Linked DNA regions of Hordeum vulgare: region 2 is linked to region 1. The links are chromatin contacts, called in public Hi-C maps. All regions are on one chromosome and are shown on one strand. Each heading gives the region's core, a stretch centred on a gene start, on an enhancer-like site or on the middle of the called end of the contact. The rest is flanking DNA. Distances are from core to core; before and after follow the strand shown. Region 1 has its middle 5.6 kb from the start of LOC123439844. Region 2 holds the start of LOC123443622 (sec-independent protein translocase protein TATC, chloroplastic).

Region 1 (6,474 bases), core at 2,555-5,054:
TGCACAACTACCCAATATTTCGAGGTAGTGGAAGTGATCCTTGACTTGAACAGCTCGTACTGGGGTGGAAGGGGAGAACCATGGTATTGCGGGTAAAATCCCACAATATCCTAACAAAACTGCCCAGAGTTGCATCCGGAGTTCTGATGTAACTCCCTTGGGGTAGCATGTCAAAAAGGTTGTGACTGCAATGCACAAGGTGAGGGATGCTTGAAAAAATCACTTGGTAACTCTTATATAGGGCGGGGTTAGCGCACAAGCCTTAGGTTGGGTTGGTCTCGGTGGTTGGCGGCACTCTGACGTGGTTCGGTCAGGGCCACAGATAATAGTCCATGAAATGTGACTTCTTACTGCGGTGGTCGGTTGGGAATTGGCTTCTCGTGGTTACGTCCAACTATAAGCTATGCGGCCAAAAGCACACATACATGGCTATCAACAGTACTAAAAAAATACTGGTACAAAAACCCCATCTATTTTATGACAATACCAGCTCATACATAGCCCGCAAGAGAACACTAAGGCGCTTATGGCTTAGTCTACTTCATTTAAATCTAGGTGGATAGGTCTTGCAGACGTCGGGTTTGCTGGAACCATGGCGTCACGGTTGCTCGGGGAAGGAGGTGGAACTACAAGGCTGGGGTAGCGGTGGTATCCATTTTGGGGTGTTGTGGCTACTGTTCCATTGGAGGAAATCCCCAAAATGCGGTGAAGCTCCTTAGGGAAGATAGGCGCATGATTCAGTTGAGCAGCTATGACAAACCTTGTGAGCTCAATTGGTCTCCCAAACAGCACTACAGGGTTGCTGGCGTCGGGCTCCACTTCTATTCTCCTTGGGTCAAGATGAGCTAGCTCTTCATGATCTGCAAGCAGGTCGAGGGTGACTTGGCCGTACGGTGCCTCTTGCGCCCTCAAGTAGCACACGAGGTGCAACAGGGCGGGGTCGGTCTCATGGTCTCCGTTGCGCGACTTGGAGCGGCCTACCATAATCTTCACAGCTAGGGTAGTAGTAGAACGAGCGACAGTTAATTCTTGGTGACACGTGCCGGAGTTGAACTATTGCCTCTCGAGCTGCTAGCTGGAAGGCTTCGGGCTCGTAGGAAGTTGTCCTTTCGGTGAACCGATGGGGACGCTCTTGGGTGATACTCCTGTCGTAGATGTGTATCGTTGCCCAGAAGTGATGGATGGCATCACTCGTGTGCTCTTGGTACACAACATATTTCGGAGGCTCTTCCCTGGCAAAGGCACGACGGGTTAGGTTGGCCAAGTGGCTACAAAACCTCCTTGATCCGCAACAGTGGTCTCATTGTGAAAAATGGGCCCTGGCATCTTGGGAGGTGGTGGTGGCTGTGATGTGTTGTGCTAGGCAATCATTCCCTTTATAGAAAGGAAAATAGAGTCTTCCCTTGCAAGATTGCAAAAAAAGGACAACTTGCTCGGCGGTCACAGGCGTGTGACCACAGAACTAGTCAGATAGGTTGGGCACCGATTGCCGAAAGGTATTTGCGAACACTATTCGGACTACTCGTTTCGGTAGGCTTGGCTGGGTGGTTACCTAGGGTTTACTGACCCGGCTAAGATAGGATTAGCCAATGGTCAGCCTGGCTCTGATACCAAGATGTCACGACCGGATTTTCAGGGATTCAAATTTCCCTTCAAAATGGCCCTTGTGCATACCAGCCCCAGAAATACTGTTAGCTGGTGCATAAATACTTGATACATTTGTCCAAGAAAAAATATGAACTTGAAGTACAAGACCGATGTGGTCCATTGAGTACATCAAAAAGGTTTCTAATGGTTGATGGCGGAAGCGATTCGGGGATATCCAGTGTCTCTAGGACTCCATTTCCCACAGGAACAGCTGGCCTGGATAATTCCTATCTCACACGAGTGTTGTCTTCGGTGCCTAGGTAACGGGGTTATCGTCGGTTTCCTCCTTTCCAAGCACGCAATCTGGCCAAGGCAATAGCCAGGGACAAGCCAGTGAGTACTTTGAATGTACTCAAAAACATCATAAAAACAAGCATAAATTGAGAGGGTTAATATACACGTGTAATAATACCACAATACTTTGTCAACCATGATGTACTACTCAAGTACTAGTAATGAAAATATAATCCTATTGAGAACTTAATAAGCAATCAATAAGTGTAAGATTAACGGATGTGACATAAAACATGCCTCCGTCGGTGTCTGAGCGACACCACAGACAGGGCTTGAATAAAATAATAACAAGCGTGCCACAGTCGGGCATGTGAGCGACACCACATAAAGGGCTATTATGAAATGATAAACATGCCGCAGTCGGGCGTCTAAGCAACACCACGTAAAGGGCTTATATGAGATGATAAACATGCTGTAGTCGGGCGTCTAAGCGACACCACATAAAGGGCTTATATGAAAAAAAAATGAATATCTAGGAGGTAGAACCGTCCTAGGAATATTCATCAATCATAATCATAGGGGTTAGTCCACAGTAAAATAATATTATTTATGATCATCCACCACATTTCCTGATTAGTCTCACGGTTTCTTAACTTCCTGTGAAGACCAACACTTGACTAGTCAACCAGTCGTCCTTGACCATGGACACGGCTACTCGAATAGTTTTGGGTCTGCAGAGGGTGTACTCTTTACCCATAGCCCACGGGTTTTCGATAGTCACTCGGACTAATCCCGCGTACGGTATTTTAGAAGTAAACACTCAAAACCATTACACACCCATTTTTCTCCCGTGAAGGCCGATATCACTCGGACTACGCTGCCAGAGAAAAACCATAAGACGGGGAGGCTCCAACCTCGACTAGCATGGGATCAAAATTATATCAAGCGCTACAAGGGAAGAGCTCTTCCCTCTCGGGCCCACACTGGAAACACCCATGCCCCTTGACTAGATTACTGGATTTAGTCTAGCGCCCCGGATACCTTCATCCCGGTCCCTCTACTTGGTGTGTACCTGGTAATAGGTTTACTAGCTACTGAACCATATTCCCTTTGAGGAAGACTTGTGGAAGCACGAATGGGTTAAGGTGACACACTCACAAGACTCGATCTATGGTCGACTCAGGAGGTTAAATTATTCCCTGAATGATTAGCACAACTAAAATGTTTTATCACCGCAGATAGATTCACTACGTGTCGTACCCCTTCATGCCTTGATGACCACTCTCGTCCCACGAGATGTCAGTCCCAAGGTCGTGTCTCCACAAGACACCGACTCTCATCGGATCCTATCCGGTAGACATATGTGGTAGGAAGATGTGACTGATGTCCCATGCATCTCAATCATGCAACAATTGTACTTTCAAATCATGAAACCACATGCATGATTATCACATAAAATAACACCACTTGTTTAACATAACCATACTGTTTTTATCATCAAGTAACCCACACACAACCAAGATATACGTAGGTTCAGAATGCTTGCCTTCCAAGTGTAGAGAGGTAGGCTGCACTCCAAAACTTTTGAATTTTTGCTCCTCTCTTCATAGCCTAGTTTGAAAATATTTTAATTAACACACAATTTAAAAACAGTACAGAAAGTTGTCTTTGAAATTTTTTCAAAGAAATACAAAAATAACTAGATGAAATTTGAAAGAGGTGAGAAAAGAATCAACTCATTTGGACTATTATTTTTGAAACTAGGGCCATTCAAAATCTGGTCAAAGTTCTGTTTTTAAAAACAAATTATCAAAAGAAGACGGTTCAGCTCATATACGCTTTTCGAAAATGAACACGCACTTACCTCAGTACGCTTACTCAGTGGGACGCCGCATCGGCTCAACTGCGCCACTGGGGCAACGGTTGGCTCACCGACAGGTGGGGGCCACCTATCGGGTTCATCTCCCTCCTTCGTGCACGCGTGAATAGAGAACAGGGCAAGTTTGGCGATGTTTTGCCGGCGCCACGTGACACCATCCTCAATGCCCGGCACATCCACGCGCTTAGGGGAACTACCCACACCGCATGGAGGGGAAATCCATGGTCGGAGAGCTTCATGTTGAGCAGGGAATTGGCAATGCCGGACTGAGCTTCGGTCATGGAGGGAGCTTTGCTCGCTGTGGCTCCCCGGCCAAACTGTGGGGGAAATGGGTTCACGGGGTCATGGGGTTCTAACAGAGAAGGAAAGGGGCAAGGAGGGGCTCTGGCTTGCTCGAATTTAGTCGAGAACGGCGAAGTCCAAAACTACCGGCGGTGGGGAAGGAGACGGCCTCGGGCGAAATTGGGGCAAGAGAAAGCTTGCTATGGCCGGGAGGAAGGGTTGCGATCACTAGAAGTGCTCGGGTGCGTCTACTTATTGGGCCTCGAGGTCGGTCTGAGGCAATGGCGATAAGATCGTCGGCCGACCGCCTCTGGAGATGCAGGGAGACGTGGCGACGCAGGGGAGGGTCAAGCGGGGTCCCGGCTGGCGGTCTGGCTAGCTGACTCGCTGGCTTTGGCGGCGGGGGGAGTTGGCGGGCAGGGGTGGCTCGGGCGGTGTTGTACTCGCCGGGGCAGCCGTAGCTGGCATCAGCGGCCATCACGGTTGCAGATGGTGCAGCAAGTGCCAGCAGTGTCAGTAATGAGGAGCTGCAGGCTGCCACTACGCGAGTGACACTGGAAACAAGGCAGGTGGGCGCGACATCTACTGCACTACACATGCAAAACGCGCGCTCTGGTCATGCTCTGGGTGTGCGTGGCAGGTGTTCGACTGAATGCCACTACGGGTTTGGTTTGAGGTGTAACTTAACAGGATGGCTAAGCTGGTTACTCAAGTTCTGATGGACATGCTCGTTTTGCATGGAAAGGATTTCCACAATGCATTTTAAGAAGTATGCCAGCTCAGGTCATGCACCTAGAGTGTTTGGTAAAATGCGAGGGGCCTCCACGTATTCTTGTTAGCCACCAAATTTTTCAGGTTGAGGTCTTCTTGGAAGATAACAAAGATGGCAAGGTTAATTTTGGCAAAACAAAAACTTCCTAGTGCAATTTTTGCAAAAGTGCATTCCTCGACACGAACAAAATGGTGTTATAACATGGTCTCAAACAATGCCATTGGGGCTGAAATTCTTGACTTAAGGGTTTTGTAGGGTCCTTTGTATGAAGTAAAATTTTAAAAGCTTTGGGCAAGAAATTAATAGGTTTGCAGTGCAAACTACAAATCTGGTCCAGAACAGAAAATAAGAAGTGGTGCTTAAGATTTTCAAAACACAAAGTGGGTTTTTTGCACAAAAGTGACTTATATAAACTCGTTGACAACTCCAAATTTTTGTAGAATTTTTGAAGAGTTCTCACTAGGGGTTGTAGTGCAAATACCAAATTGGATAAAAAAATGGAAAAGAATATAATGTGCTCACTTATTCCAAAACACTTGGCTAGATTATTTCATAAAATTGACTCAAAACATACTAGGTCATTTCCAAGTTTTTGTGAAATTCTTAAAAGAAATTATCAAATGGTTGCAGTTCAAATCAGGCCTTAGAAGTAAACTTTTGAATAAATGAACCCTAAGGAAAATATTTACAAAAATGTCTTCATTTGATTTGGAAATAATTGGAAATAAAATATTTGAGGCAACACTCAAGTCAATAAACTTTTTCAAAAAACTCCTATTTTAGGAAAGGAATCTTTTATAACTAAAGCAAGAAGGGACTTGAAAACAGCCAAAAAAACAAAATTTAATATTTCAAATATCCATGGCCAAATTTAATAAATAAAATCATGGCAAAAAATTTGGGGTGTTACAAGATGCCATGGTAGGTAGGTATGGTGGCTGTTTTGAAGAAGGTATAATGAGGCTTATGTGCAACAGAGCGTATCATGTCACGGGGTTTGGATGCACCGACGAAGGTTGCACCGATCATTGAGGTGAGAACGGGCAATGCATGGTACCGAAGAGGCAATAAATATGTGGAGGTGAGAGTGCGTATATACAAGGATTCACATTAGTCATAAAGAACTCACATACTTATTCCAAGATTTTATTAGCTCTCTCGAAGCAAAGCACTACTCGCATGCCCCTAGGGAGGAGGTTCGTAGGATTTAACCATCACGTGCGCCCGACTCAAACAACACTAGGATTTCAACTAGGAATACGTATGCTCACACATCATCACCATGCCATAAAAAATTGGATGAACAACAAGTTAACACCTCTAATTCACGATACCTATATTAACCAATGATCATGCACTCATGCTTTTTCACATTACAACATTAATATCATTAACCATGATTTCTCCTTTATGGGCTACATGTGGTTTTGATTATGCACTCGTTAAATACCTATTATTTTAGAACTACACTTATAACCCATGCAAATTACCGTCGCTGTTTACAAACTCTCAGACAAATATAAGTGAAGAACGAGAGTGCAATTATTTATATAAAATATATACGCCATCTTGCTCTAAAGGATATAAGTGAAATACTAGAGCAACCGCTAAGCTTAAAATATATAAGTGAAGCACATAGAATTTTCTAATAAATCATGGT
Region 2 (6,474 bases), core at 1,379-3,878, 170 kb after region 1:
GACCGGGTTTCCCAATTCGGTGAAACCGAGTTGCAATGATAGTCAACTCTTTAACAAAAAATAGGCTGATTGGAAGAATTGTTTCAAAAGGTCAAGATTCCAAAAGAATGATAATTCCAACCGAGACAGATATAGTATTGGCTTTCATATGGACTCAAAAGTGATTTCTCATAATATAGAATGGAGAGTCTTCTAGCTTGAAGCTTGAGACAATATTATTCCTTTCTAGCATCCAGGGGCATCTCCACATAAACCTTAAGCCATAGCTCTCCATGGAGCCTAATATATATATAGGTAAAAGCACTAGTCCAAGAGACAATGTATGTTTTCATGAATTATCAAAATCACCAAGGGAGCATATGTGCTTTCACCAAGCCGTTGGGGTGTAGCCCAAGCGAAAGAGCGAACGGACAAAAGCATACACAGCGGCTGAGGACAAGCTCCTTTGTGAGTGTTGGAGGGACATTGGGCAAGACCCCAAGGTCGGCGCCGAACAAAAGGCATCAACCTTTTGGATTCATGTCCATTGTGAGTTTCACGAACACAAGAAGTTTCCGTCATACCAAATGCAAAGCATGCACGGGTGGGTGTCCATTTCGAAGCGATGGAAGGTGATCCAAGAAGAATGCAATAAGTTTTGTTCCACTTACGAGAGCATCGAGACACGCACCGTGAGCGGCATCGGCATGCAAGACATGGTATGCATGCACGCACCCTTCTTTGTTTTCATGTTCATTCGCTAATATGCGTGTGTTTAAATCATTTGCAGGCATTCCAAGCTTTGGAGGCATTCCAAGCTTTGGAGGCATTCAAGCTCCAACACGAAGGCAAGTCCTTCAACCTTTATCATTGTTGGAGGATCATTAAAGATGAAGAGAAGTTCAAGCTCCAATATGCCGCCCTCATAGCGCATGAGGGAAGGAAGTCGTGAAGGAGGTTGGGGAGGGTGAGAAGCCACGACCGTGGGGAAAGACTAACTCCAGAGAAGGAGAACAAGCGGGATGCGGCATCGATCGCCTTGATCGCAACCATGGAGGGCATGATAGCAAGAAGGATTCAAGGGAGGAGCGGCGCCAACAAGACAAGGAAGAGCAAATGAACGCCTTCATGAAGATACAAAGGAGGAGGCTTGAGATGGAGGCGGAGAAGCAAGCCATGATGCTTGAGATGGAGGCGGATAAGCAAGCCAAGATGCTTGAGATCGAGGCCGCCAATGCCAAGACCAAGGCGAAAGAAGTGGCTCTCGCTAGCATGATGACGGGGGTAGAGATCATGAAGGTGGATCTCAACACCGTGTCGCCAAGGAAGAGACCGTGGTTCGAGAAGATGCATGCCGACATGCTCAAGATCGACACGAGTCATCTATGACGTCGAGCGCCATCCTTTTCTGTATGCTGGCAAGTACGCTGGCATGACCATGGTCGAACTCCCGTCCCTTTTTTTGTGCTGGCATGTGTGTCGGCCGTTGGCAAATGCGCCAACATGAACTGTTTTGTGAAGCTGGCCTGGTGCCGACATGAACTCTCGGCGATGGCATGATCGCTGGCTTGATCTACTTTTCAAATGTGTGCGCGGACATGAAATGGGTTGCGGGCTTTGGGCATACCGCCGAACCAAATCTTAAACGCGACGGACGTCGAGCGGGTGCCGACCTAAACGGATAAAAATCGGACACAAGCGTCGTCCATTTGGGTCGGCGCGTTGGAGTTGCTCTTATGTTGTTGTTTCTAAGGTTTTATTTTGGCCTTTTTAAACAAAAGATAATAAACATGAAAATTTACTAGTGCCAGCCGCACCCCCAACAAGCCCCGAGAGCACTTTTTAACCGCCGATGAATAAAAAACCTCCCACTCGCCCTCAACTTCTCAATTTTCATCGGATTTGACCAAAAAATGCGTCGGCATCCCCAAGGCAAACCCCAGGGAGATGGAGGGCACAGGGGGGGGGAGGGGGCTAATTTCGCCGTTTTACAGTGCTAGCCCACCTGCGAGCGCCACTCTCCTCCCTTTCCCTCCCTGGCCCACCCACATGCCCCCTCCATACACATCCATCCTATCTCTCTGTCCCTCCATGCACACACGGACACGGCCATGGCAGCCCACACCTAGCACGCTTGCGCCGCCGCCGCCGCCGCTCGGTGGGAAGGGCGTGGAAGACCTCGAGGCACTTGTCGAGGAAGCGTCACTGGGGCGGAGCTCGCGGTCGGGGCAGAGGGCACCAGGGCGGAGGGCCTCCGACCTGTCGTCCTTGCTTAAGGCGCTCGATCTCTCCGTCCACTCGGAGTGGGCGCTCGTCGTCGAGGCCGCCGCGCTCAAGATGCTCGTCTGTGTGCTCGACCACGAGGGCTGCCACGACGCTATCTCCGACCTGTCGATGAAATGACGCTGCCTTCATGAGCCCCAACACTGTTCTTAGAGACACAACGAGTGAAAAATGTACACTTTAGACTAAAATTTTCACCGGCAATCTCCTAAGCCGCGAAAAAAATAAAATGCCTCCTCGAATATCAAACGGCTGAAGATGCTCCTAGGGCATTGTACGGCCAATCTGTGAGGCGAAGTCTTCAAGCAGGTACGGCACACAACCTGATAAAAGTGTGGCCGGGGCGTGCTGGCGAGGACTTGTGTGGCCGGTAACAGCAGAAGCACATCCAGGCTTCTAAACAAATTCCTAAAAAAAAAGATTCTAAAAAAATGGCAGAAGCATATCCGAGGAGCCAGGGAGGAGAAGAAGAAGGTCTGGAAGCAACACCTACACGGAACTGGCTGTAGCAAGCAGAAAATTATCGGTTTATCACCTATCGAGCTCCCGCGAGAGACCATGGGAAGCGCAGGAGCGCTGCTCTCCCGCCCGCCACCGCAACTCGGCAGTATCCTCCTCCGTCGCCACCACATCTCCCTTCCCCATCTGTCCTCATGCACGCCCGAGCCCCTCCACTGCCGCCGCCGGCACCTTCGCTGTTCCGCCGTTGAGGGGAGCAGCGGCCAGGACACGAATTTGCCAGCGTCTCAAAGAGAAGAGTCTCCATCGAGCAGCCTCGGCGCCACCCTCCAAGATCCACTTGCAGGACGTGGTACGCCTCTAGCCTGTTCCCATGCTTTCTTGGTAGTATATTGTTGAGTTGAGATCTCGGAGGGATCTGGGCTATACTAGTTTAGTTGAACTCGCAAGTCAGGAGTATTAGTGGAACGATTGATTGGGCAATTGGAGGGTTTCAGAGGATCTGCACTTGAATGGCTACTAAATTTTCTGAGGAAGTTCTTTTTTCGAGAAAACGCAGTGAGATTCATGCGTTTCTTTGTATTGAAAAGTGAGATTCATGCGTTTCTTTGTATTGAAAAGGTAGAGTTTATGTTACAATCCTCCTAGGAGGGACAATACTGATGATGATTACACGTAGTTAGTGCACGTCCCAGGTCTGGGGGATGATGACGCGGAGGCCAGCCACTCCCGCCTTGGTCTAGAGGGACGCCTCGTCTTTGATCCTCGCAACCAGGTCGTTGGCCGAGGGTTGGGTGCCCTCGAACACGCAGCTGTTGCGGTGCTTCCAAATCATCCACGGGGTCAGCAGGGCCATGGAGGCGAAGCCTTTGCGCATGGGCGGAATACTCTGCTTGGCGCTATGCCACCAGGCAAGAAGGGAAGACTCGTGGCTGGGGTGTGTGCACGGCAAGCGAAGCCAGGTGATGACATCTTTCCGTACCTGCCTGGAGAAGGGGCAGTGGAGGTGCAAGTGGTCCATCGTCTCGGGGTCCTGGCAGCACAAGAGGCAAGGGTCGTGGTGCTGCAGCCCTCGTCGAGCCTAGCGATCTGAGTTCCAGCATCGGTCCTGGTCAGCAAGCCAATGGAAGAAGCGCACCCCGGGTGGTGCCCAACTCTTCCATATGAGCTTCGAGGAGGCGCTGGGGATGGATCCCTGGAAGGTAGCCTTGTAGTAAGACTTGGTAGTGTATGATCCATTCATGGTCCACTTCCAGGTGAGCTGGTCGGGCGTGTTGATCAGGATGGTGTGCTCGATGGTGTTCCAGAGGCGGATGTACTGACCAATCTCGTGGACGCCGAGAGTGCCCTCGATGTCGCTAGCCCAAGCATTGGCATTGAGCCCCTCCGCGACGGTCCGCACCTTCCTCTTGCGTGTGGGGATGCAGGCGTGGAGCTGCGGCGCTATCTCGCCGACGGATCGGCCGTCAATCCAGCGGTCATCCCAGAAAAGGGCCGAGAGGCCGTTTCCCAGGGTCATTGTGGTGCAGGTGAAGAACAGGGTGCGCTCATCCGCCGAGAACTGTAGGTCGAGCCCGCTCCACGCTCTGTCATGGTCGGTGCGGCTGAGCCATAGCCATCGCAGACAAAGTGCCAGCCCGGCGCGCTCGAGGTCTGGGATGCCAAGGCCTCCGAGCTCGATAGGACGGCAGGTCCGACGCCAGTTTACATGGCAGTTTCCCCCATTGGCAGCCTCGCGGCCAGCCCACAAGAAGCCGCGCTCAATCTTCTCAAGTTGCTTGATGGTTTTCTTGGGCGGCGCAAAGACGAGCAGTTGGTGAATGGGAACTGCGTAGAGGACTGATTTCACCGTCGCGAGGCGCCTAGCCTTGTTCATGAGCCAAGCCTTCCAAGACGGAAGTTGGCCCCGCACCTTGCACCTTGTCCACCAGGGGCTGCAGCTGCGCCGCCGTCGGTCGTCGGATCGTGAGTGGGATTCCCAGGTAGGTAACTGGGAGCTCGGCGATGGGACAACCGAGTAGTTGTATTGCAGCGGTTGCCGCGTCCTCGTCGCAGCGAATGAGGGTCGCCGTGCTCTTGGCGAAATTGACGTGGAGTCCGGAGGCGCGGCCGAAGAGGTGCAAGATTCCTTTGACAGTGGTGATCTCGGCCGGTGAAGGGTGGCAGAACAGCACGACGTCGTTTGCGTACAGCGAGATTGCTGGCACCGTGCGCCGCGGGTGGAGCTGCTGCATGATTCCCAGCGAGGTGGCCCGATTGACGCTGCGGGGACAACGGGTCGCCCTGCCGGAAGCCACGACGATGCCAAATGGGGGGGCCCGGGTCGCCATTGAGCAGCACCCTAGTGCTTGTTGAAGATAGCAGGATGGCCATCCATGCTCGGAAGCGAACGCCAAAGCCGTAGCGCTGCAGCACCTCGAAGACAAAAGGCCAGGAGATCGAGTCAAATGCCTTCGCCAGGTCCAGTTTGAGGAGGGCTTGTGGGGCTTTGAGCTGGTGGAGCAGCCGCGCAGATTGTTTGACGAGGACAAAGTTATCATGCAGGCTGCGCTCGGGGATGAATGCATTCTGGTTCGGGCTGACGAGGCGATCCAGCTGTGGGCCTAGGCGGAGTGAGAGCACTCTAGCGAACACCTTGGCGACGAGATGGATAAGGCTGGTCGGCCTGTAGTCCCCGAAGGTGGCGGCGTCGGCGCGCTTGGGGAGCAAGGCGAGCAGCGCCTGGTTGAGGCGAGCGAAACCCCGGCCGCGCATGTCATAGAGCTGCTGGAAGACATCCACTAGGTCTTGCTGCACTGTGTGCCAACAAGCGCGCATGAATTCTGCAATGATTTCGTCGCGGCCCGGTGCCTTGTGCGTGGGCAGGCGCTGGACAGCGTGCCAGATTTCATCGGCATCGAACGGCTCCTCGAGGTCGAGGAGGTCGTCGGCGGGCTCGATGAGCTCGTCAAGGTGAAGCGAGCACTCGCGGTCGACGGCAGTGCCAAGCAGGCCATCAAAGTGCAGGAAGGACGCGTCCACCATGTCGTTGTGGCTAGTGATCGCGTGACCATCCACGCTGATCGTGTGGATCATGTTCTTCTTCTTGCGGTAGGTGCTCTGGCGGTGGAAGGAGGTGTTGGCGTCTCCATCCTTCAGCGAGGTGATCCGTGCCCGCTGGCGGGCAATGGTGCGCTCAAGCGAGGCTAGCCCGAGGTAGGATATCTTCAGTTGGGAGCGCAACCAACACTAGTCGGTGGTGAGGGCCCGGTCCTCTTGCGCCTTGTCGAATTTGGGGATCAGCTCCCGTGCAATCGTGAGCTTGAGGCTGACGCCTCCGACCGAGCGAGCGCTCCAGCTAGTCAGCACTCTAGCTGTGGCCTGGAGGCGCAGCACCATGCACTTGAAGGGATCGGCGTGAGTGATGGAGTTCCAAGCCATGGAGACCACTTCCTGGAAGCCATCAAGGCGGAGCCAGAACTGCTCGAAGTGGAAGCGGCGGTGAGCGCGAGGCAGGGGCAGCAGTCCAGTAGCAGGGGCTATGGTCGGAGACGACGGACGCGAGGCAGCGGAGGTGGCACTCCCCATGTAGCTCTTCCTAGTCCGAGGTGCAGATGACGCAACCGAGGCGCACGAGCGTTGGCGGCGATTGCTCGTTCGACCAAGTGTAACGGCGGCCGTTAAGGTACACCTCTTTGAGCGCGAGGTCGTCGATCAGGCGACGAAACTTGCCCATCATGCGGCGGTTTAGGTTGCGGTTGTTCTTGTCCTCCA

The links. Hi-C and Micro-C count contacts between places; a contact is called where the count stands out from the background.
Region 2: a Hi-C map of leaf shows a contact between it and region 1, with 2.9 times the contacts expected there. The contact joins the promoter of LOC123443622 here to the enhancer-like site in region 1. A contact is called at or near these places in 3 of 6 Hi-C or Micro-C datasets (leaf and seedling) and 1 of 1 datasets of contacts at active chromatin or transcription factors (embryo).

What each region holds. Positions count from the first base shown.
Region 1 is chr3H:253,121,112-253,127,585 of MorexV3_pseudomolecules_assembly, forward strand. No RefSeq gene overlaps it. Among protein-coding and RNA genes, the nearest start is that of LOC123439844, 5.6 kb to the left of the region's middle. Within about 2 kb of position 3,805, at least 3 of the 3 cell types and tissues checked have open chromatin away from gene starts, as enhancers often do. A contact at or near this core is called in leaf and seedling, where this site is marked.
Region 2 is chr3H:253,294,727-253,301,200 of MorexV3_pseudomolecules_assembly, forward strand. It overlaps LOC123443622 (sec-independent protein translocase protein TATC, chloroplastic), which reads left to right and starts at 2,629. Exons shown (of 4, transcript XM_045120095.1): 1 at 2,629-3,073. The coding sequence starts at 2,821.